Linked DNA regions of Mus musculus: regions 1, 2, 3, 5 and 6 are each linked to region 4. Evidence: chromatin contacts called from public HiChIP or PLAC-seq, Micro-C and promoter capture Hi-C data. All regions are on one chromosome and are shown on one strand. Each heading gives the region's core, a stretch centred on a gene start, on an enhancer-like site or on the middle of the called end of the contact. The rest is flanking DNA. Distances are from core to core; before and after follow the strand shown. Region 1 overlaps Ecpas (Ecm29 proteasome adaptor and scaffold). Region 2 holds the start of Ptgr1 (prostaglandin reductase 1). Region 3 holds the start of Zkscan16 (zinc finger with KRAB and SCAN domains 16). Region 4 holds the start of Lpar1 (lysophosphatidic acid receptor 1). Region 5 holds the start of Gng10 (guanine nucleotide binding protein (G protein), gamma 10). Region 6 holds the start of Svep1 (sushi, von Willebrand factor type A, EGF and pentraxin domain containing 1).

The links. Promoter capture Hi-C pulls out the DNA fragments that hold promoters and counts their contacts. A called contact is a pair of places that touch in the nucleus more often than the background predicts. HiChIP or PLAC-seq counts read pairs in DNA pulled down with a chosen protein or histone mark.
Region 1: a contact with region 4 is called in an H3K27ac HiChIP or PLAC-seq map of the NIH/3T3 cell line, with 4 times the contacts expected there. The contact joins the enhancer-like site here to the promoter of Lpar1 in region 4. A contact is called at or near these places in 6 of 39 promoter capture datasets (the 3T3-L1 cell line, 3T3-L1-derived adipocytes, frontonasal cranial neural crest and 2 more), 3 of 15 datasets of contacts at CTCF or cohesin (the NIH/3T3 cell line, large pre-B cells and pro-B cells), 1 of 484 Hi-C or Micro-C datasets (myocytes), 3 of 115 datasets of contacts at active chromatin or transcription factors (the NIH/3T3 cell line, embryonic limb bud and large pre-B cells) and 1 of 9 other capture datasets (adipose tissue).
Region 2: a contact with region 4 is called in an H3K4me3 HiChIP or PLAC-seq map of embryonic limb bud, with 4 times the contacts expected there. The contact joins the promoter of Ptgr1 here to the promoter of Lpar1 in region 4. A contact is called at or near these places in 15 of 39 promoter capture datasets (the 3T3-L1 cell line, 3T3-L1-derived adipocytes, cranial neural crest and 8 more), 2 of 15 datasets of contacts at CTCF or cohesin (large pre-B cells and pro-B cells), 13 of 484 Hi-C or Micro-C datasets (adipose-derived mesenchymal stem cells, cranial neural crest, embryonic fibroblasts and 5 more) and 8 of 115 datasets of contacts at active chromatin or transcription factors (embryonic limb bud, embryonic stem cells, extraembryonic endoderm stem cells and 2 more).
Region 3: a promoter capture Hi-C map of embryonic stem cells shows a contact between it and region 4, with 2.1 times the contacts expected there. The contact joins the promoter of Zkscan16 here to the promoter of Lpar1 in region 4. A contact is called at or near these places in 4 of 39 promoter capture datasets (the SN4741 cell line, embryonic stem cells, maxillary cranial neural crest and 1 more) and 1 of 9 other capture datasets (embryonic stem cells).
Region 5: a contact with region 4 is called in a Micro-C map of embryonic stem cells, with 3 times the contacts expected there. The contact joins the promoter of Gng10 here to the promoter of Lpar1 in region 4. A contact is called at or near these places in 3 of 39 promoter capture datasets (liver, pre-B cells and second pharyngeal arch cranial neural crest), 1 of 15 datasets of contacts at CTCF or cohesin (the NIH/3T3 cell line), 2 of 484 Hi-C or Micro-C datasets (both in embryonic stem cells) and 2 of 115 datasets of contacts at active chromatin or transcription factors (embryonic limb bud and large pre-B cells).
Region 6: a contact with region 4 is called in an H3K4me3 HiChIP or PLAC-seq map of embryonic stem cells, with 11 read pairs. The contact joins the promoter of Svep1 here to the promoter of Lpar1 in region 4. A contact is called at or near these places in 7 of 39 promoter capture datasets (the 3T3-L1 cell line, the C10 cell line, the SN4741 cell line and 4 more), 1 of 15 datasets of contacts at CTCF or cohesin (the NIH/3T3 cell line), 1 of 484 Hi-C or Micro-C datasets (palatal mesenchyme), 3 of 115 datasets of contacts at active chromatin or transcription factors (the NIH/3T3 cell line, embryonic stem cells and neural tube) and 3 of 9 other capture datasets (adipose tissue, liver and pancreatic islet).

What each region holds. Positions count from the first base shown.
Region 1 is chr4:58,824,764-58,828,625 of GRCm38.p6, forward strand. It overlaps Ecpas (Ecm29 proteasome adaptor and scaffold), which reads right to left. Exons shown (of 49, transcript NM_172381.3): 25 at 3,744-3,862; 26 at 3,245-3,299; 27 at 2,274-2,388; 28 at 1,639-1,707; 29 at 1-52. Among named protein-coding and RNA genes, the nearest start is that of Olfr267, 41 kb to the left of the region's middle. Within about 2 kb of position 1,343, at least 26 of the 459 cell types and tissues checked have an H3K27ac peak or open chromatin away from gene starts, as enhancers often do. A contact at or near this core is called in the NIH/3T3 cell line and myocytes, where this site is marked.
Region 2 is chr4:58,984,673-58,988,638 of GRCm38.p6, forward strand. Ptgr1 (prostaglandin reductase 1) reads right to left here and starts at 2,406. Exons shown (of 10, transcript NM_025968.3): 1 at 2,366-2,406; 2 at 72-187. The coding sequence starts at 177.
Region 3 is chr4:58,941,071-58,944,986 of GRCm38.p6, forward strand. It overlaps Zkscan16 (zinc finger with KRAB and SCAN domains 16), which reads left to right and starts at 2,558. Exons shown (of 6, transcript NM_001099323.3): 1 at 2,558-2,588.
Region 4 is chr4:58,551,482-58,555,255 of GRCm38.p6, forward strand. It overlaps Lpar1 (lysophosphatidic acid receptor 1), which reads right to left and starts at 1,812. Exons shown (of 4, transcript NM_172989.1): 1 at 1,653-1,812.
Region 5 is chr4:59,032,990-59,036,569 of GRCm38.p6, forward strand. Gng10 (guanine nucleotide binding protein (G protein), gamma 10) reads left to right here and starts at 2,167. Exons shown (of 3, transcript NM_025277.3): 1 at 2,167-2,329. The coding sequence starts at 2,249.
Region 6 is chr4:58,204,662-58,208,299 of GRCm38.p6, forward strand. It overlaps Svep1 (sushi, von Willebrand factor type A, EGF and pentraxin domain containing 1), which reads right to left and starts at 1,935. Exons shown (of 48, transcript NM_022814.2): 1 at 1,182-1,935. The coding sequence starts at 1,715.

The DNA of each region.
Region 1 (3,862 bases), core at 93-2,592, 270 kb after region 4:
ACTGAGATCACTTGCCAGAGAGCAAAGCTCCTTGTAAGTAGAAAGGCCCTGACTTAGAAACAAAAAGAAAAACACAATAAAATATTTTTATAGCTATCTTTGGCTTGACATAAATTTCAGCATCAATATTACAGGGCTCTTTTAAATTCTATTTCCCTCAGTTACTAATACCACAATCATCACTGAGGAGACTGAAAACTAGTTTGAGAAGTATATAAAAAGTCATATACCTCAATTATCAATAATTTCTAAATCTTTCTGCCAGTAAATACCTGTTGCAAATTAATTGTGAAATACCTCCCATAAGGTCAAGTGTTTGAGCCTATGGCTCCCAGTTCATGGCACTGTTTTGGAAGGCGGCAGGATCTACAAGAGGTGGATCTTTGGTGTATGGAGGAAGGAGGTTAGGAGGCAGAGTCCCCTGCAGCCATGCAGCCATCTACTGCCATTCCTTCCCTTTTGTGACAGACCTTACAGCCTCCAACTGTAAACCAGATGGACTCTCCATTGCTTTTTATCAGTTATTTGATAGTAACAAACATGATACCTAAAATGTGCCTGCATGTTCCATGGAAGTGAAGCTCTTGGTGGCTCTGGAGACACCTTGCAAGTTCATCATGTTGTATGCAATCTCTCATAACGATGAGTGATTTGAAAGTATCTCTATGCTAAATTTCCTCTAGGTATAATATAGCATTGTGAAAAATTAGCACCTTTTTTTAATTCGTAAAGAAGCCAAGTACAGTGGTTTGTACCTCTGTAGTTGTACCAAAGAATTCAACTGAGCCAACTAGTTTAAAAACAACAAAGATAATGAGACCTTGTCCACCCAAAAAAAGAGGAGAAAGAAGAAAACAAAGAGCTCAGAAGAATTTAGAAAAACAAGCATATAAAAAGAACTTTGAATATGAAAACAGTAAGATATAGGATAGCACAGGACAGATAAACCACCTACAATATTAATATTCTCTTGTTCCAAATGTCACAGGAAGACAGAGCAAGTGGCATGTTATCTGGCAATTCTTAAGAGGAAAAAAATGACAATATAACTACACTGAAATAATAATTAAAGAGGGACAACATCAAAATTAATTTAAAATACTAAACAGGCAGACTAGTCAAACACAGAAAGTATTCCCAGAAAAAATTTAGATGAATTTAACGTAGCTCTATGTTGCAAGATGTCTATTCAGGACTCAGCTTCCTAGAAGCAGACAGTTCTAGACCTAGTATCAGTCCGAGAACTAACTTTGGTCTTTGAGGTCATGGCCTCCCACAAAGCAGCCTGCCACAAATGATTACTCACTGGCCAGGCATAAAGGCCTAAGAAGTATGGCAAGAGGCCCAGGCTCTGTGGCTCGACACCCCTGAAGGGCCACGCCATCCTAGCCTGAAGCTCCTCAGGAATCCAGTGTCCAGTGAGGTATGGCTTCAGGCCAACACTGCTCACTGCTCCCAAAGACAATCCTAAGGGTATTCTCCAATAATCTTCCAACATACAAATCTCTATCTCAGAGGCCAAGAAAACCTAATCTAAGACAGTAGGGTTTTTTTCCATGTCATTTTTATTTATCCATCAACAAACAATATTCCTATTCTCCCTTAGTTGATCAATGTGTTTAGATTTAGCACACTTACCCATCAGGTGTTTTGCCAAGGCCACCCCCTTGAAATACCACTGTCTCTCCAGAAACTTCATGTTTGACTCTAAAACAAATCAGAAAGAATTTAAATTAGCTTCAATTTTTCCATACCAACAATAAACAATTGGATACAATCCATTTGCAAACTGATAAAAACCTGTGTCTAGGGTATAAAAGATATAAAACTATTCTTTCCTACTAGACTGCAAATTTTCTAAAATCAAATATAAGCAAAAAATTTCTCAGATTAATTACAGCCAATGTGTCACACATAAAAACTACCCTTCCCTCATGGAGGTAACTAACAGAAAGCAGCAAGCAATTACAAAACCAATCTCCTTCCGTGTACTCATCAACATTAGACTATGAATAACATTCAAGTTTCTTCATACCACACCTTAACTTTTTTTAGCCAAAGGTATTAAAATGTTTTCTAATCCAATGCTTTAACTGTCATAGGACATTCAAGTATGAAATTTTCTGAAGTAAACAGTATACACTGGGATAATTAAACTGTTTACAATCATTGATATGTAATGCCTTAATAAGTAGAAGGTGGAATTATCCTTCTTCCACATAATATTCCCAATGTCTTAAGTATTCATAGCTGAAATGTTAAATTCACTATACCTTTTGCCAGTCATAAGTGTTTCTACAAGTGTAGACACCAATTCTTGTTGATCTTGTTCATTGCCCAGCTCATAAACCAACCCAAGCCCCTTTGAGGCAACATCTTGGCTGAGTTCTACAAAAAAGGTAGACAAAATTATGCTATTCTAAAAGAAATTTGTCTTGTAGCCAATTATTTTCTTTCAAGTAATTCTCTTTACTCTAAAATGCTACAAAAGTAAAGATATAAAAAGTAGAAGCACTCTCAATTAACTAAATCAAGTCAATGGACAAGAAATCCTCAATTAATAAAGATGAGAATCATGACCATAAACTAATAAAATACCAATGAACTACAGTGTCACTATAAAAACCACAGTATCAGAGTATCAACATATATTGTTTATATTAGAGATAAAATACTCTCCTAGGACTTTAAGACACCCATATCCAATTTTAGAAAAATAGAGGCAATACTAGTCCATGTGTTCTGAATAAGATGTTTTAAAGCTATTATTTAAATTTCTAACATATTCAACTTCTCCTGGCTTTAATAAAGAGGAAAAAGTAATTCAAAGCAGGAAAACTTTAACACTAATGTTAAGGCCTAAGCTCCATTAAAAAATGTAAAGTTCTAATTTATGTATAAGAAAGAATATCTATTTCCTCTACTTTAGAACTTTAGTGGAAAGATGGTACTGTGGTAGTTAATATTGGCTTTTGCCTTAATACAATTACCTTTAATACTAAAAAAATTAATTTCTAATTCTATTGCAGAGAGCCTTACTATCTCTAACTCAGGATGGTCTGGAGCTCATGGTCCTCCTGCCCTTTACCTCCCACGCGCTGGCTGGGGTTAAAGGCTTGTGGCTAGTTCTGTTGTAGTGACATGGCTCAAAAGTTTTTGTGCTCTAATTCACTCACTCACGCTTTTAAAGTTTAAAATACAAGTACACTGAAGGTGACAAATCAAATATTTACCAACAACTTACCATCATTTTCTGACAGAACTGAAACAAATGCGCTCTGAATTTCTTTAAGATGGGACTGAAAGAAAAGTAAAGGCATTAGAGCACTGAAGTTCTACCTCCTCTTCAGGAAAACATGCATCTTGCTGGTAAGGTACATGGAGGCCAGAGAGTCTTAGGACCAAGGCAGTCTTGACCTTTCCATGCAGTGAACGTTACAGGCGTCCATATCACCGTAACTTGTACCATACACAGGTTGTCTAAGCGTTCAGACTGACCACTGTCCCAGAATGAGCCTGCCCAATCTTATCCCTTCTGATTTTACATCTTCACATTTAGATCATTTTCTTGCCAGTATTAATCAAATCATCATCCTTCAGTGCCTCACATGGTAATTATTTCAAAATTTCTGCTACTTTTTAATGATTCCATACTTCATATACTTTCTTCCTACTTTTAATTCATAAACACTTTGGGATCCTTCCTGAGTTCATCACATATCCAATGAGTATTATAAACTCACCTTCACTTCTCTGTGGGTACTTAGTTTTCTCACAAGAGAAAGAAGCCAGATGCAGGCTGCTTGCCTGACATGTGGGTTGGGGCTGATGATATGTTTATTTAAAATAACATCTAAAACCC
Region 2 (3,966 bases), core at 1,156-3,655, 430 kb after region 4:
AGTCAAATGGCGGGACTCTCTTTTCTGCAGCAGATGCAAACTGTTGCAGCCCCCACTAAGATCTCCCTTACCTCCATTATTTAAGGGTGGGAGCTCAGTCGTCTTCAACTCGAAGTTACCGTCCGTAGGGAAGCCTTCGAAGTGCTTCTTCAGGGTCCAGCTCTTGGCCTGCACCATCCTGGTATACCTAGAACATGGTAAACGTGGACTCAATGACCATCTTAGAGCCCCTGGGCATAGCACTGAAGCTGGGAAACATAGCCCTATTATCATTTAGCATATTATCATTCTATTACATTCATTGAGAACTTTCTGGCATTATGCTAAGCACTTCACGTGTCTGATCTCATTTTATTCCCATGATTTTCCTGTCAAGACTCAGGTGTGTAGATGCGGAAACAGGCTAAAACAAACACTCAAAGCAAAGAAAAATGTAACCTGGAAAATTCTGTCCGGGCCATGCTGGAATTTCTCTAGAACATTAAACAACTAATGGACGTGCAAAGTCCTGCAGTTCCTCACCTCTCCTGCTGTGACTCCTCAGGAAAGCCTCAAATACAGAGAACCAAAGACCACAGGTTTGTTTTGTCTTTTTCCTACAGAAGCATGGACCTCATAGCCACTAGGGGGCGCAGCGGCTCCATCTAATTTTCTCTGGTTTTGGCTCCAAGGTGGAAATCAATTATTTGGTTTCATCTTGCCTCCAGGCAAAACCAACAGACAAAGGAGCTAGTGCTTTCAAGGGTTAGAAACCCAGACCAACCCATCATCACGTGGGACCCCAGTGAATTCTTCAGATAAGCAATCAAGGCTAACCAGTTAGTTCACCCTGGACATAGGGTGGAGAGCCAATCCAAAGCCCTACCCTTCCTTCCTATTGGCTTGTAGCTGTTTGCAACGTGGGTTCTCGAAACCCAGGCTGGCCTTAGTGATCTTACAATCCGAGCTTCATGAGAACCATTATGTGGCCTGGTAATCGGAACCGAACCCTATACAAGTGATCTTAACGTCTGAGTCATCTCTCCAGCCTCCATGTCACCTGCCCTGCAAAGTAAGATTTTTTTTTAATTGACAAATTTAAACTTACCTTGATAGGACACAGTGTCTGCAATGTAGAGTGCCTAACATACCCATCGCCTTCTTTAGCTTCTATTTTCATGAGAAATAATCTGCTTGGTTTGAACTATTATTATTATTATTATATATCATTATTGTTTAAAGAGCCACACTCATGTTTCTGTACCCTTTCACAAATACTTTTAGCCCTTTTCAGCCTCTAATAACTATCATTTCACCCCATATTCATGAGTTCAACTTGTTTTTCTTTTTCTTAGATTTTTGTTTTGGTTTGGTTTAGTTTTTCTGAGACAGAGTTTTTCTGTATAGCCTTGGCTGTCCTGGAATTCACTCTGTAGACCAAGCTGGCCTCGAACTCAGAAATCCGCCTGCCTCTGCCTCCCAAGTGCTGGGACTAAAGGATGTGCCACCACTGCCCAGCTCAACTTGTTTTTCTGATTACAGCGCCCGTCTGTGTAGCCAAGGCTGGCCTTGAACTCACTATAGCAGAAGCTATCTTGGAACCTTCCATCCTCTTGCTTCTACATGCCAAGATATAACAGGCATGCTCGCTCAGGTTTAATCTAGTTTACTGTTATTACTAGTTCGTGTGTACATGATGCAGGTGTGTGGGTGAGGGCGCTTGCGTGTCACCGAGAGCCTAAAGCGACTTCAGGAGTGGGTTCCCGCCTTCCACCCGTGGTTTCAGGGATCGAACTCAAGTCATGGGACTTGTGTGATAAGCACTTTCACACGCGGAGACATCTATTTCACAGGCGGGTTTCCCTTGTGTTTTAAGAATACATAATTCCGTCTCTTTTTCCAAAAAGGCAGCGCCTGGTCCTTCTGAAGTCGCCACAGGTCTAGTAGGTCCCCCTTGCAAAGGGTCCTCTCCGTACATGGCCTGACTTGCAAGTGTAGCTTTCACTGCGCATGCGCAAATCCCCACCCCTGTCTTCTCTTTTGAATCAGTTTGGCAATCCTGCAAACTCTGTTGCCCAGGCCTTCCTGGGTGCTGGCAGTCGCGCTCCATGCACCCACAACGGAACAGGCAGCCAGACTTTGCCCTATTCCTAGTGCGGGTCTCAATCTCTTCAAGGGCGTGCAGGACCGCGAGACGACCCCGGCCTCCCTAACTTCCTAAGTGCAGAACCCAGGAGTCGCCGAGTACCGGTGGGGTGGATTGGGGGTGCCTGCCGTGCTCACTTGCTCAACCAGGCTCTAGATGCTCGGCGGGGAGAAAGAAGGGGTTGGAGGAGGGAAGAGAGAAAAGAGAGGGCTCAAATAGAGTAGTGTAGAGTCTACTTACACAAGCTCACAGAAACTCCTTCCCGGGAGACCGCTCTGAATGCTTCGCAAAGCGCCCAGGACTTGACTTATACTGGGCGGTCGGTGAGGGCGGGGCTTCTCCAGGGAGGGGCAACTTCTGGAAGCTTTGGAGCTTCTGCCCACACACAGCAGGGAAGGGACATTGGGAGGGGTGTGTGTGTGTGTTTAAATATTTTTTTTCTTTTTTGCTTAAGTTCACAATTTATGTTTGCATCAGAAGCAAAGAAAACAAGAAACTACTACACAGTTAATTCAGGAAAAATCCTACCACCTCTGGCCAGCATTAGTTAAGCCAGCTGCTGCTGCTGACTACTTCCTGTCGTGAGGCCGGTGCTAGGTTCTCTGAAACCTTAACAAAGAAGGTGTGCAGTCATGGCATCTAAAAATATATTTCGTAAAGAATAAGGTGAAATAAAATGTAGTTGTGGCAGTGGGGAGATGGAGTCTGCATTGCTTGCTTCCAGCAGCCTGGTGTCCCCAGATCAAGAATCCCGTTCAGGTTAAGTCCCAAAGACAGCTAGTTTATTAATGGTGAGGGAAAACACTTGCTTTCGATGTAAGGATGTAAGCAGAACATTTAGAAATCTATGCTCCCGGGCAATGCCTAAGTCACAGCGCTCAAAGAATATAATTTGCACCTAAGCTTAACTATGGAAGGGGGTGGGGTGCAAGCTGGTTTACTCTGTCCTAAAGACCGCCCTTCTGTAAAGGAAACGTTAGGGAGGCTTCCTGAGGACCGTTGCTCAGGCTCACGGCAGAGAGAGCACCCAGTTCATTAAAAAAAAAAAACAAAAACAAAAAAACAAAAAAACTCTTAAGTCACAAACATTCGTTGAACAATCTTGCTTGAGGTGATGGGCTCAGAACCCCCCCCCCCCCCACCACCACCACCTTCTCCTTAGGCGACCTTGACCTTTTATCTTGGAGTTTCTGATCCCCATAGGGAACCTACCCAGGTTTTTGAGCGATCAGCTTCTCTCCCTTCCTGTCCCTCTTATTTTCCATCTTTGTGTCTCACCTTAGGACCAGCCTGTGGGAGAATGGGTGCCAGATCTCAGCGACTTGTTCATTGATGGGTCACCAAGACTCAGGCTAACTTCCTAAGCCATGCCATAGTGCAAAAATGTTTTAACTCTTTAGTCGCCATCACCCCTTCTTTAGTCTCCGTCTTCTTTTCGTCTTCTTTGAATCCACGGTTTTTACTGTCACTGACTGCTTTTCATTCCTTTGCTCTGGTCATTCAGGAATACATAGAAAGGACTTTTCTGGTTTTTAACCAAATTGGAGTCCTTCTATTTCTTTGTTTACTTATGTGTTCATTTGGTTGAACCCCAGGCCTCACAGATGTCCAGTCTGTACTCTGCCACTGAGCTGTGTCCCCAGCCTCGAGGTTTTTTGGAAGGGGTGAGGGAAGTCTGATTTAATGTCACAGACATCTTCCAAATAGACAGATATAGTTTATTATTTGTTTATTCTATTGTATCGTATTATTCCCTAACTGAGGTATACAACCACTAATTCCTCAAGGCTGGAGTTGCTTCTTCTGGTGTTCTGCTCCATGACTACAATCTATAATGCACC
Region 3 (3,916 bases), core at 1,308-3,807, 390 kb after region 4:
ACGACTTCCTAGTAACAGTTAATCAAAGATTAGTCTGGTTGTTTCAGATGCACTTTAAGACCGTTTGTGAATGTATACAGTCTTGCTTCAGAGCACCCACCTGTCGGTTTATAGTCATTTTATTAGATGCTTGCCAGACTGGACACCCCTCCTCACCCCCTTACTTGCTCCTATTTTCCTATAAAACCTTGTCCTGCTGAGGGTTCGAGGCTGCTCTGCCTTCCCTGCCCATCCTGCTGTGTCAGGATTAGGTTGGAGGAGAGCCCAAGCCCAAGCTTGTAATAAAGAAACCCTAATACATCAGAAACGGCTCCTTGGTGGTCTTTGGGGTTCACGAACGATTCCTGGAACAACATCTTTTTTTCCTGTAACATAGGTGGGAGGAGTAGGCAGGCCCTTGGCTTTTCAGTTTCAGGTTGATCTAGCTCAATGGTCCTTAACCTTCCTAACATTGCCACCCTTTAGTACAGTTCCTCATGTTGTGCTGACCCACAACCATAAATTCATTTTCATTGCTACTTCATAACTGTAATTTTGCTACTGTTATGAATAATAATATATCTGTGTTTTCTGATGGTTTTAGGCAACCCCTATGAAATGGTTGTTCAACCCTAAAGGGGTCTTGACCCACAGGCTGGGAACCACTGTTCTAGAAGGGCTTTAGAAAACCAGTCAGCCCTTTACAAAGACACACATAAGCATACATATGTACTTCCTTCCCTATCCATGTAGCAGAACAGGTGCTGAGTTATGAGCTGTATAAACAGGAAACTAATGTAAATAACTAATCACAGGGGAATGCCATGCAGCAATGAGATCAGCTAGTTCATAACCATAAGCAACAATTTTGACAGATGTCATAGGCATAATAGTGAATGAAAGAAGCCATCTTTATATAAAGAGTACACACTATCTGTTCTAGTTAGGAGAATTTAAAATTCAGGGTATGGAGATAATAACAATTCCACTTTGTTATAAGTTAAAAACAAGGGCTGGAGAGATGGCTCAGTGGATAAGAGCACTGACTGCTCTTCCAGAGGTCCTGAGTTCAATTCCCAGCAACCACATGGTGGTTCACAACCATCTGCAATGGGATCCAATGCCCTCTTCTGGTGTGTCTGAAGACAGCTACAGTGCACTCATCATATATATATATATATATATATATATATATATATATATATAATAAGTAAGAAAATAAATAAATAAAATCTTTTAAAAATAATAAAAACAAACAAAACAAAACAAAAAAACTTGGGTTGTATGATGGATGGATCCTGCTTTTAAACATTCAAATGAACACCCCACCCTCCATCTGAAGCAAACGCAGAAGCAAACTTCATGCTCTTTGGCAGCTGCAGTACCATTAAACAGCACCCTCGGCCCATTTCTGGACTTTATGAGCTAAGAGCCGTCACCCTAATTTCAAAAATCTAGAAACTGCTCTCAAAGGAGTTACATCAGCAGTATACTTGTAGGACAATCTTCTAGAGTAGATATAGATGCTGATGTGGTCATCTTTACTAAATGTGATCTGCCTCACTTGTGTTAACTTGCTCCTGCCCATCAATGGCTGCTGTATGTCTCCACATTCCAGTACTACTATCATCTCTGGGATACTGGGATGCCACGGCTCTATCTTCCATTATCAGTTAAACCACCTCTAGAATCACTTGGTAGACATGCCTATGGGCATGCCTATGTGGGATTATCTTGATTGCCTGCTGTGGGTGGCACCATTTCCCGGGCAGGAAATCCTAGATTGTATAAGTAGAGAAAGGGACATGAGCACCAGCATGCATCCACAGCTCATTGCTTCATGGTTGTGGATGCCACGTGACCAGCTGCCTCAGGCTCCTGACGCCTTGACTTCCCTGCCATGAGGACCGTACCTTGAGCTGCGAGCTGAAATAAATCCCTTTCCTCCTTGGTTGCCTTTGTCAGGGTATTTTATCACAGTAAAAGAGCAAGTAACTAAGATACTAGCGTTTTGAGCAGTCCTTCCTTGGGAGGGACATAATCTGCCTAGACATGGTATAAGTGATGGACAAGGGGGGAAACGAAGAAGCTATTGCAACAGTGCAGGCAAAGCTTTGTGTAGGGTGCTTGCCCTTGGACCATGGTGGCAGGTGTGGAAGCCAGAGGATGACATTTGTATAGTGTTTTTGCTGTGTTACTTATGGTTTACATTAAAGGCATCCCTAATGTTTCCTCAGTGGATTTTTTGCAACTTTGCATTCTAATGAACAGTGGTGCTGGGAGAAGCTGAGGAAGATTTAAGGTTACTGTGGATGCCGGACTGCTTAGATCTAAAAACCTAAGTGTGTTCTAGGCCTCTAAGCCTCTGGCGCAGCAATAATTTAGCAGCTGAGCCCCCCAGACGCTTTTCTGTGACCATGCGCAACAGGCCAGATAATAGCCTATGGAAAGCACTGGAGTTTCTGAAATCCAGGCCAGCGGACCCCGGGAATCGTAGTTCCTAGCCTTTGCGCAGGCGCAGTGGGTCCCGAAGTCTTGCGCGCGCAGCTGCTGCGGGACAAGGTTCTGAACGCTTATTGCGGTGCAGCTGGCTGCGGATGCTGGTGCAGGTATTGGTGCTTTCCGCCGTTCGGTTCGGGGCTGCGCGGGTTGTGGGCTCCGAGCGCACGCCTTGGGCGGATTGGGACCCAGAGCGTCCCTCGCACCAGGCGCGCTGCGCTGCAGCTGCAGCTGCGGGGGCGTGCACTTCAGCAGCACCGCGCCTTCCCGTCCTTCCATACCACCCTGTGCTCAAGTCTTGAAAACTTCGCCACCATTGGTATTTTGAGCCATATAATTCTTTGGTGTGTCTGCTCGCGTGAATGTATGTGTATGCGTTTGATCCTTTTATTAGATGTTGAACAGCGTCTCTGGCTGTATCAATCAGAAACCTGGATCGTCCTTCCTCCGCGTTCCTAATAAGCTGGAGGTCTCCAGGCTTTGCCAGCTGACACCTGTGGGGTAAATTGCCGCTGACTTTCTCCTACGCGTTGGGAACCAGTACCTGCGTCACATTTTCACAGAGCCTCTGTTGAAGCAGCTGCGCATGTCTCAGTCACTGCGGAGTCCCAGGTACCCAAAGGGGTGCCAGGTGACATGGTGGGCGCCTGATGGTTAGCAAAGAAATAAATGACATCTCGCGTGCTGGGTGTCGGGTCCTGAGGTGGATGGTTAATGCTATGTTAATTGCAATAAGAGGCTAGTATATCCTGCCAAATAGTGGTACATCTCGGGTCCTATTTCTGAGATGTAAGTGATCTCTACAGGCCTGTCCCCACAGTGCCCATTCCCATCTTTATAGATCCCAGTCATTTATGGTATGAATGAATGCAAGCAGCACAGGCTAGGCTGTGTGCAAAAGATCATTTAGAGATCAAAAGGAATTTCACTCGATGGTGGTGGCCTGTCAACAGAGAAGAGTCGGAGCTTTTGTTTTTGATATGGTTCCTGTGAGGTTCCCCCAACCGCTGGTGGGGTGGGGGTGGGGGTGGGGGTTAATGAGGGTTGAAACCACATGCTAGGCAAGTGTTCTATCACTGAGCAGTATCCAGCCCTGGTTTTATTTTGTGTTTATGAGTGTTTTGCCTGCATGTATATCTGCACTGTGCGATTGTCAGAAAAGAGAGTGTTGGATTCCCTGAAACTGGAGTTACAGATGGTTGTGGGCTGCTATATAGGTGACAGGAATAGAATTGATTATGGGTTCCTCTGCTAAAGCCGCAATGCTCTTCACCCCTGAGACCCAGGAGCCCTGTTGGGAAGAATGAGCAAAGGATTGTTAGGAGTAGGAAGGCATCATTCCAAGTGATGAGGGGGCGGGAATCTCGCTGGTGTAAAAGACAGAGAGAGTTTGTGTGTGGTATTTCTGTGTGTGGTTTTTTGTGTGTGGTTTCTGTAT
Region 4 (3,774 bases), core at 562-3,061:
GGTGGTGCCTAGTAGAGGCCAGACCGCAAGGATCACTTAGACCTCATGTCAGATTTAAGCAGCCTCGCAGGTTTGTAATAATAAGGTTGGCAGGAGAAGAAATTATTGCTTTCTTTCGAGGGGAAAGAAAGGAAGTCAGGGAGGGAGGGAGGGAGGGAGGGAGGGAGGGAGGAAGGAAGGAAGGAAGGAAGGAAGGAAGGAAGGAAGGAAGGAAGGAAGAAAGGAACCAGGCAGGCAGGCAGGCAGGCTAGAGAAAGCCAACTCCTACTTAAGTCCCTCTCTCCAAGCATCCCCCTCCTGACGGGTTTCTTTCATCCCACCTTCTTTCTGTTGCCCTCCCATTTCCCCACAAGACTAATTTTTCTTCATTTTCCTTCTTCAACTTCAACTAGTCTCTCATGGAGGAATCACCCACCCTTAGTTCCCAGTTACAGGGAAGATGGCTGAAACAGCAAAGATCATCCTACCCATTCATTTTCCTGATGAGGACACCAAGCCCAGGAGCCCAGAACCCGTTCAGGGTACACCGCTAGGGGACGCTGTGTACAAGGAGGCTCTGATGTGGTTCTGCAAGTCACCCTTCTCAGCCTTTCCGCCTCAAACTGCTTCCCTCTCTTTCTACATTTTTTCCCTCAAATTCACACTCAAGACCAAAGAAAAGGAAAAATAAAATAGAATTTTAAAAAATATTAGAGCCCTGGTGATTATTATTCATGATGTTGCATCTGGAGGAACCAAGGGCAAAAACTAGATGCTATTACAGCTGTGTTTTAATGCAGCTGGCTGTGGTGCACGGGGCCTTAAGCGTAATGTTGATTCCTCTTCCTTGGTATTCATTCCATCTGAAAGAGACTATGTTCTTCCATTTTCTAAGACTTTGAAACCCGGACTTCTGACTTCATAGTCATGTTAGGTGAGCAAAAGACACTTACACAAAAGGATAAGCACGCAGCTCTGTCGAAACGAATAGAGGATTCCGCTTTAATAACTAGCTACCTTCTTCTAGTTGCAGTTAGCAATAGGTATCTCTGACGATGGGTATAGCTTAAGAGTAAAACTTTTCACAAGCCAGTACTCGCTGGAAACCCACATGGAAGGAAAGCTCCGAAGATTTCAACTAAAAAGAAAAAAAAAAGAAGAAGAAGAAGAAACACAGGCGAAAGGAAGAAAGAAAACGGGAGACGAGGAAGAAAGGACTGAGAAAAGAGACAGTCTAGGGCCCCAGCCTGGAAGCAGCAACAAGCCCTGGGTGCCTCACATCAAAGACCAAATGGCAGCAAAGAAAAACAAGCCTAAAGTTTAAAACCATTCACAGTAAAGTCTCCCTCCCTACAGGAGCAAACAGCCGATCAACCCATTCAAGCAAAATCAGGTTTTTCCCCGCCTTGCATTTCCCAGGTACAGACTAAGCCTAGGGCGGCTTCAAGGAAACTTCAGTTTAAATTCCTTAAACTCAAGGGACGACAAAGTCTCTGGTGAGCAGTGAACTGAGCGCGGGACGCGCGGACACCCGAGCCATCTAAGTCGTCGGGGACGCGGCACCAATAAACTTGGGGAGCCCCTTGCCAGCCCTCTCGCGTCCCCAACCCGATCCAGGTAAGCAACAGGAGGCCACCTACGTGTCACTTGGACGGACCCTGGGGCGCACTGACCTGGCCAAAGGTCGGGAGGGCCGCCCGGGCGGCTGCGGCGACTTCCCTCCCGGGCTGAGTTCCACCGGCTGGTGCGGGAGGCCAGGGCAGCCTCGCCTCCTGCAGGCGGCCTCACACACGCGCGCACACCCACCCACTCCGGGCCCGCGGGCGCGCGCACTCAGGCGCTCACGCGCACGGCTACAAAGCGGCGGGTGGTGGGACAGTGCGAGCCGATCGCGCCGATGGGAGGCGGGGCGGTCGCCACCCGCGCCGCGCCAAGGGACACCCGGCCGCCGTGTCTTTACCTGCTAGGTCCAGCTCCGCAGTTCACGCAGCCGCCGGGCCAACCCAACCCAAGCCTCACCCCAGCACAACCCGGAGCCTACGGAGGGCAGCACTGTGCTGGAGGACAAGAGTCACAACTCCCGGGGCTTTACTGCCGCCCAGTTCCAACTTCCCGGGCTCAAGGAACAGGCAGGCAGCAGAAGAGGCACGGGTGCCAGCCTCCTTACCTCTCCTCCTTCTGGCGCTTTCTGCCACATCCACAGAGCACAAGTCAGAAACTCCCCGCACCCCAAAGCGCCTTTCCTCCCAAGCCGCTCTGCTCTCCTTACCTGCGTGGCACCCACAGCGACTCTGCCTCCTGTGGTCCCCTCCCCCAGTCATTCACTGAACTTCCCGCGCTGCTGCAGGTCGGGGAGGGGGTGGGGGTGAGGGGAGCCTAAGCTTTTCATTCAGTACCTTCGCGGCGCTCCCTTGACCCTCCACAGCAGACACACCCACCTCCGTCACCCCTGGCCCCTCCTGTGCTCACCCCAGCGCCAGGCCTCTTGCAGAGCTTTGGTGGACGCCCTGCATGGTGCATGCTTTGTTGCTGTCCCCTCCTCATTTGAAAAGCCCTGGAAACCATCACAGAGCCTGGGGAAAACAAGAAAAGAAAGGGGGGGGGGGGAGAGAGAACTTGGTGTATGGCCTCCTCCGAGTTGAGTTTCTAAACTTTTTCAGGCAGCACACAAAGTTTCAACCAGCACAGCCCTGTACTTCAGGCCATAGAAAAGCAATAGTTGGCTTTGCAATTGCAAATCAAAGCGAGCGTGCCTTTGTGTCCCTAGAGCTATGATTATAAATTTCTCTTCAGCTAGGAGTGTAACTTTCCAAGGGCAAACTAAGATTTTTCATAGGGCAATTAAGGGCAGGGAAGGCACACCTGGAAGTGTAGGCGGAGGCAGGACCTAAGAATCATTTTCTGGAGACTTCCATCTCAGAAGCCTTACCATCACTCAGTAGTAGATGCGGACAGAGAGAGAGGACTCTCCAGCCGGTCTTCACCCACCTGCTTCACACTCCAGGCCCCCAGGGTGTGTTGAGTCATCAGAATTTTCTGCCTCAACCCACAGCGGAGTCCTCCACACATCAAAAGCAGATGCCTGGGAGTAAAAGCCTGAGGGACATCTAGGGTTGTAGTACCACAGAAAAGCAGGACTGGCTGGCGGCACCGTAGCTGACAGAAAATGAAAGGCAGCGAGGGAGTGGATGGACAACCCCTTGCTTCGTACAAAGAGGTCGCTGCCTAGCAGCTATGGGCAGAGCTGATAAGATAAGACACTGGGGGTTGGATAGTTCCCAAGCTTTCAACAGGTTGTGACTTGATGGGACCATGACCATTTCCTGTCCATGATTTTTCACGGTGCTCAAAACTGAACTGTAAAGCTGGTCGTTTATTTATTCTCCAAAGCTGTTTACTTTTAAGAATTTTGAGCCGGGAGGTGGTAGCACACGCCTTTAATCCCCACACTTGGGAGGCAGAGGCAGGCAGATTTCTGTTCAAGAATTTTGTTCATTCTGTGCAGCAACGATGACTTTTACCTGCAATCTCAGCCCTGGGGAGCTTGAGACAGGATGAAGAATTGTGGGGGAAACTATTCAAATCTCTTTTTAAAAAGACTCTGCTTTCCAAATCCATTTTATATCAATTTATGACTTGTTTTATAGTTATCTACTTAAAATATAAAAATTAGACCCAACACCAATTCTGTTCTCAACAACAAACAGAAACATATACAATTGTGTAGCAAGTATTGTTGAGGTATATACAGTGCTTGCCTAGCAAGTATAAGATCCTGAGCTTGACCCCCAGCAG
Region 5 (3,580 bases), core at 917-3,416, 480 kb after region 4:
CTGTCAGCGCCATCTTATAATGGCAAATGTGAGGGCGGCTCCTCACAAAAAACTTTCTTGGAAAAAAAGTTAAGAAAAGAAGAGAGACAGAGACTTCTAATCCACATTATCTTTGTACTCAGTCACTCCTGCCTCAGCCTCTGAAGTCACTGAAGTCATGGGATCTCAGGCATGTGCTACCATGTTTGGCATAAATATTGGTACTCTTTGACCCATTCTTTCTACTTTTAGCATGCTGCCTAGGAAGTAGAGCAGAAAGCACAAGTTGTATAGTTATTGTTGTATTAAGTAATAGGGCAGTTGATTAATTATGATCCAGTTATAGCTAAGAATAATTGCTTTAGAGCCTTTATGTTTTAATAGTTTATATTCTCTTCTGTTGCTTTTTATATCTCAGATGTTTTTCTTTATAAGAATCATTTTTCACTCTGTTATTTGACTGGGTGTCTTAGTTTTGGGTTCTTCAGGAAAACAGACTCTGAGATGAAGGTTTTCAAGCTGGAAGTTCATTGGGGCCAGCCCTCCTAACTAGTACTTATTACCGAATGCTGTAAACAAGGATTGGGCAGAAGGAGAAGCTGACCCTCAGATGACCCCGGAAGGAACTCCAGAGTTGGAATGGTAAATCCGACTGCCTAAATCTGAGGGGGTTGAGGGTGGGGGAAAATCTCACTGAATGGAGACTGGCTGTGGGTATGGGTTTTGGGTTTTTTTTTTTTTTTTTTGGTTGTTTGGTTTTTTTGTTTGTTTGTTTGTTTGTTTGTTTTGGTTTGGTTTTTTTTTTTTGTTTTTTTTGGGAGGGGGGTGTTTTCGAGACAGGGTTTCTCTCTATAGTCCTGGCTGTCCTGGAGCTTACTCTGTAGACCAGGCTGGCCTCAAACTCAGAAATCCGCCTGCCTCTGCCTCCCAAGTGCTGGGATTATAGGCGTGGGCCACCACGCCCGGCTGTGGGTGTGTTTTGTGGGTGACTTTGCCCTGGATGGTTCTTAAGTCCAGAGAAAACTCAGCAGATTGGAAATTGGGTACTTCAACAGCAAATCCTTTTTAAGTAGCAATTGGTTTAAGGGAAGGCTGGTATTCAATACAAGCCAGGGAGAACCCATTTGAGATTCTAATTCCTCTCCCATATGTTTAGACAGGGCTAAAAGAAAGCATGGATTTTTTTCCCCCCACAGCACTACTGAGTCTATCCACCTTGAAGATGAGGCCAACCCTCAGAGTTGAATCAGGAGATGAGAATTTGAGCCTTGAAACTATTCCTAATTTTTAAAAATTATTATTCTTTAATTTTTTTTTTTTACAGTCCAGTTGTTATCCTCTTCTTGGTCTGCTTTCTGACTGTTCCTCATTCCATTTCTCTCCCTACCCCACCCCTACCCCTCCCCTCCATTTCCAAGAGGATGTCCCCACCCCACTACCACTACCCCACCAGATCTCCCCACTCCCTGGGGCCTCAAGGCTCTCAAGGGTTAGGCGCGTCTTCTCCCACTGAGGTCAGACCAGGCAGTGCTCTGCTATACCTGTGTATGCTGTGTGGCTGGCAGGTGGCCCAATGTCTGAGAGAGATCTCGGGGGTCCAGGTCAGTTGAGATTGCTGGTCTTCCGATGAGGTCAGCTTCCTCCAGTCCCTCCCCAATTCAACCGGGACGCCCGTGGTTGGATTGGGGAGGGGCCTTGAAGCTTTTTTAAAGTAATTAAACCAATGCTTTAAAGTCTTTGGGCTTTGAAGTTTAGCAAGCTCATCCATATTGCCTTTATGCACTACCCAGCTTATGCACTACCCAGTGCAGACAGATACGGTGGTGTATAAGATGGCGATATAGTTATTACATAGTAAGTGTAAAAAAAAAACAAAAGGAAACAAGAAAACTAAAAAACCTCAAGTTTTAACGTAATGGTCTCAGTTTTGTAAAACCAATGTGCACACTTAAAAAACTCGGGAGAAGACTGGAAACAATGGCCATAGATAGTGGGTGAGAGGGCTGGTGTAATTTCATTCCATATCAGACCAACGAGCAGGATATCCTTGAAGGTTTGACTAGCTCTTCGGTGAAGTCCTAGTGTCCTTCCCTTCGCAGCGCAGGCGCCACCTAGGTTTGTTCCGAGGCACCGGCGACCGGGGCCGGGCAGCTCGCGACCCCAGCGCGGGGACAGCGGGGCGGGCGCGGCGGCTACCCCGCCCCGGGGCGGCACCCCGCTCGGCGGTCGTTCCTCCCAGCCGAACCAGCCTCGCGCAGCCTTAGCCGCCATGTCTTCCGGGGCCAGCGTGAGCGCCCTGCAGCGCCTGGTGGAGCAGCTGAAGCTGGAGGCTGGCGTGGAGAGGATCAAGGTGAGCGTTCGTCCAGCCGGACCCCAGCGCCAGCCCCACGGGCGACCGAGCGGCCCGCAGGAGACCGCGGCCTGGCGGGAGTGGGAGCTACCGGGCCGGGCGCGCACCGGGGCCTCGGGTGCTCGCGAGCCGCGCGTGGATGCGGGGTGGTTTCAGGCCGAATCCCGGGTGCTTCTGGCGACACAGCCTGTCCCAGGGACCAGGTCCGATGGCTCCGTGGGCGTGTCTACAACAGGCTGGCGACACGCTGGCGACCTGGACTCTGCCCACCCGGCTGCGGGAGGATGATGCTTAGAGATGGGGAGGGAGGCCACCGAATGAACAGATGCGAGCGAGATGGATGCTGGAGAAGGATGCTCTGCCTTCCTCTGCTGCCCCATGGGGGATCCTTGAGAGTTGAGGAAGTGAGTTCCGTTTTGGATCTGTGGATTTTACAGAGGTATCCAGGAGAGATTTCGTTGTGTGGACAGACGGCCACAGAAAAAGGCCGAAAGAGGTCATTAAAATATATGAGCGTGAAATAGACAAAGAGCGGAACTTGTAGCGTGCTGCCAGGGACAGTTCAAAGGAGGAAGGTGAGTTGGATTGTCAGGAGAGGGGTGGGGAGGCTAGAGAGATGGCTCAGCTCACTGACTGCTGTTCTGGACGACTCCGGTTCAATTCCCAGCACACACCCAAGGTTGCTCACAACCGTCTGTAACGTCAGTTTCAGGGGACCCGATGTCTTCCTCTGGCTTCCTCAGGCACCAGGCATGCACAAGGTGTGCACAAACATGCAGGCAAAACACCCGCGAGATAAAATTAAAATGAAGGCCCGCAAACACAGCCAAGGATTTACTCTGTTGGCTGAATGTGTGATTGGCAGCTAGTGTGATTCCAAGTGTGTGGGTAGGTATGGACACACCATCATGCTAGTCAGTTCCCTCTGTTTTAGCCCTCGACCTGGTGCTACTCCAGGGAATAGGGAACTCGGGTGGATACGGTAAACTAATACACAAAATTATTTCAGACAACCAGGGACAAGAGGCGCGCAGTACAGAGATGTGCCAGTAAGGTGTAGGGGAAGCCCGACAGGTTAAAAATAAAAAAGTTTTAAAGAAATAACTTCCTTTTTTTCTTCGAAAATAAAAAGGGTTTTGGGTTGATAGGAAAGATTTTTTTTATTTTGTCAAGGAAAATGGAGGCAAGGTGACTGTAGAAGAAACAAGGGTTTGGGGTGACATCTTCGGGGACAGGAAAAAAGGAGATGTG
Region 6 (3,638 bases), core at 685-3,184, 350 kb before region 4:
TAAGGAATTTAGAAAGCCCTCCTAAAGAAGCAGTCAAAGAGGGCTTCCTAAACTCCTTATTTAAAAGGCACGAATGTGTGCTCCCCACACAGCAGTTCTCAGCACTCAGTTGTCATGAGGCTGGAGATAGGGCTCAGTGGTTAAGAGCACTGACTTTCTCAGGTATGGCTTGCCTGAAGTCCACTGCCAGCCCACCCCCACCCCGACTTCCGCATGACAGCTCACAACTGCCTGTAACTGCAGTTCCAAGGGGAGCCAATACTGTCATGCCACAGGATACCATGAATTAATGTACATTTGATCATATTCAACAGCTGAAGAATGCAGGCTGCAAAACCGTAGGTTAGCAAGTTTGTTGAAATAACATATGAGTAACATACTGGACAACATTCAACTGTATATCCGCTGGAATTTTAAGGATAAAGAGATTATTCGGATTCCCCATTCTCTTTTGTTTCATTTATTCTACAAACATTGACTTGATGGGTTGCCTTAAATATTTCTCAGTATTCCAAATTATGACCTACTTTGTATTACTTTGTAGTTAGGAAAAAGACTCATTTTTATAAAAGTAATATAAATTACATTACTTCTGTCATATGCTAAGCATTTGTTTAGGAAGACCTGGAACATAAAGTCATGGTGGCCAATGGCTGTCATCCCCGCGCTTGGGAGGTGGAGGCAGGAGGATCATAACTCAGGGACACGCTCTGCTGTGTTGTAAGTCGGAGACCAGTCTTGGAAACACGAGAGAGCCTATCACAAACTAGTAAACAATTAAAGTCTGGAAGCAAAGTTACGAAGTCTATGTCATGAAAAAGAATTAGGACTGTCCTCAGCTCATTACATGTCCCATCTTCACAAATATTTGTTAACCATACCTGTTTCAGCTTGTATAAACAGTTTCCTCACAAACTTAAGTGAGCTTAAAGGTCCCTTCCTACTAGGGTCCCTCAAGGAACCCTTTAAGAAATGTGACACCTCCTTAAGCATTTAAAAACCCATTTCAGTCTGGACCTTCACTAGGGCAGCAGGAGAATGGTCATATTTGTGCTTCTTGGGACGCTGGCTCCCCTTGGACACCTTAAGCCTTGCAGGAGCTGAACCAGGCTAGAGAAGGGGTTGGCAGCGGTGGGCAGGAGGGGCCCCAGGCCGCTGGCCTGGGTGTGTGGGGGTCTTACCGCGGCTTGCTGGAAGGCGCCCTTGGTATAGGTGCCACCACCGCGGTAGGTGATGGCCGGGATCTCGCGGCTGAGTAGCGCGCACTTGTGTTGGTGCGCGCGGCTGGTGGAGATGTAATCCACGCGCGCCACCACGTTGTTCTTGGATGAGAAGGTGACGATGGCCACACGCGTGGCCGTGGACACCACGGGGAAGTCGGACAGCAGCTTGCGCACGAACTTGAGCTCGTTGAGGAAGTTGGTTTGGCCCACGCTGGACGACTCGTCCACCAGGAAGACGAGCTCCAGGCTGCCGCTGAGCTCCCGCAGTCGCCGCACGCGGCTCCGGAACGCGCGGCCCAGGCGCTCCACTTTGCTCCCTGCTGCCTCCTCCTCACTGGACGCGGGAGGTACCGCCAGTCTGCCCAGAGCCCCCGGAGAGGCCTCGGGGAACAGGCGGAAGCTGAAGTTGAGCGAAGGGGCCACGGGCTGGAAGTTGGTCCAGCCTGACACCAGTGCCAGAGCCCAGCAACAAAAGGCCAGGCGCGACCACATCCCGCTGGGGACCGAGCGGTGGCCCCGGGGAGTGCAAGGCGACAGTCCCCGAGCGCGCAGAGAGGCGCCAAGGTTCCCGGACTAAGCGGAGGGGACCCGGGGTAGCAACCGCGAACCTCAGCGTCCTTGCATGTGACACTGGGGACACGATCCAGACTCCTCTGGCAGCTCGGGGACTCGGGAGGGACTGGAGGGATGTGCTCCTCTGACTCTCGGCTATTTGGTTTCTCTCCTCCTCCTTCTCTCTCCCGAAGCCTATAAAATGTTTGAAGGAAGGGGGCAGTGAAGTCAGAGTCGCTTCCCTCCTTCTCTGTCTGTCCTCTCCTTCCTTTTCCCACTCCTCTCCCTATCTCTCCTCTATCTCTCTCCTCCCCCCTCTCTCTTGCCTGGGATCCAGCTAAAGACTCTTGGAGATTCCATGACACCAGAACCCCTCGCCTGTCATGCTGTCAACATTCCCTCACAAGCTCACTGATTGATCCCATATGTCTGGCAAGGAGCTGCGGAGGAATGCGCTGGAGATGGATGTGGATACCGAGAGTGCCACAGTAATTGGAAACACTGGAGAAGAAAACACACACGCGGGGCTGGCAGAGTTGAAAGCATGCTTTGAAAACTGCTTGCTCACCTTTTGGGGTTCATTCCACTCTTGGGGGGTGGGGTGGGGTGGGGATGCGTGTCTAAGCCTCCCAAAGTGGATATTTGCATAACTTTCCTGAAGGGTCTGTCTGGTGAGTGGTGCAGAATCCTGAGAACCTGTTCAGATCTCAGGCTGTTGAAGTGGGTGGGGCCCACCCGTGCGCATCACATACGCAGAGTTATCGTTCACCTTTCCCGCGGTTAATCATTCCTGTATTGTTCATTCTTTCCTCCACGTAGCAGCTTGCGATGCTCTATAGGTAACACGAGCAGGGGAAAACTGACATGGACCTGTCCTCTAGGAACCTGTAGCAGGTAAAAGTGATGTCACCATCAACTTGATATTCATACGTGAAACGAATATGTATGATTACACATGTTTATGTGTATCACATATGTATATATATATATGTATATATGTGTGTATGTATATATACATATATATATGTATACACACACACAAAATTACAACTGACCTTGCTTAAACAGAAGTTTGTCTTGCTTTCAAAGGCAAACTTGACTTTAGCCAAGGCCAGGCAAGCCTTCTATGAGGACAGAAGTTTATGCTAAATTTTGAACTATAAGTAGACACCCTGTGATATTAACACCCTCCTCTTTTTATTTGATGCAACAGATTAGATCGTCCTGGCATATATACCCTTTGGAATACCAGCTGCTACTTGGAGTGATTTTTCCAATTAAGACCTCAAAGCTGTGCACGCTGAAGCACATACTTATTACATGAAAGGCAGAGCCCTTGCCTAAAAGATTCCAGCTAGGAATCAGGAACTCTGCGTAGTTATGTAAACCCCCATCACCTCTGGGCTTTGGTCCAGTGTCTACTTTTATTTTGCCTTGGAATCAAATGACCCCAGAGTTCCGCTGCTCTCCAGCAGTGAGTGGTTTAACTCCAACTCTATTTAATCAACTACCTTCAACATGAGAGGTGTCAGAGCGTGCAGGCCCAAGTGGCAGGGCTCTTGGATCAATTTCCCTGAAATGAAACCCTGGCTGTGCTATTTATTGGCTGTGTCAGTTTGCTCATTTGGAAAATGGAGGAATAATAACATATCAAGGATTAAATCATTAAATAGTAAAACTCTTAGGGATGTGTTCAGAACACAGCATGTGCTCAATAAACGCTGGCCAGTCACATCACTTCCTTTATTCATAATGCTTTCCAAGTCCCATTTCCAGCACTGATCATCAAGAATGTACTTAGTTGAATGCAAAATACTAAAAACTGAAAAGTGAGATGGGACCCCATTCCCGTCCTCCCAGTCA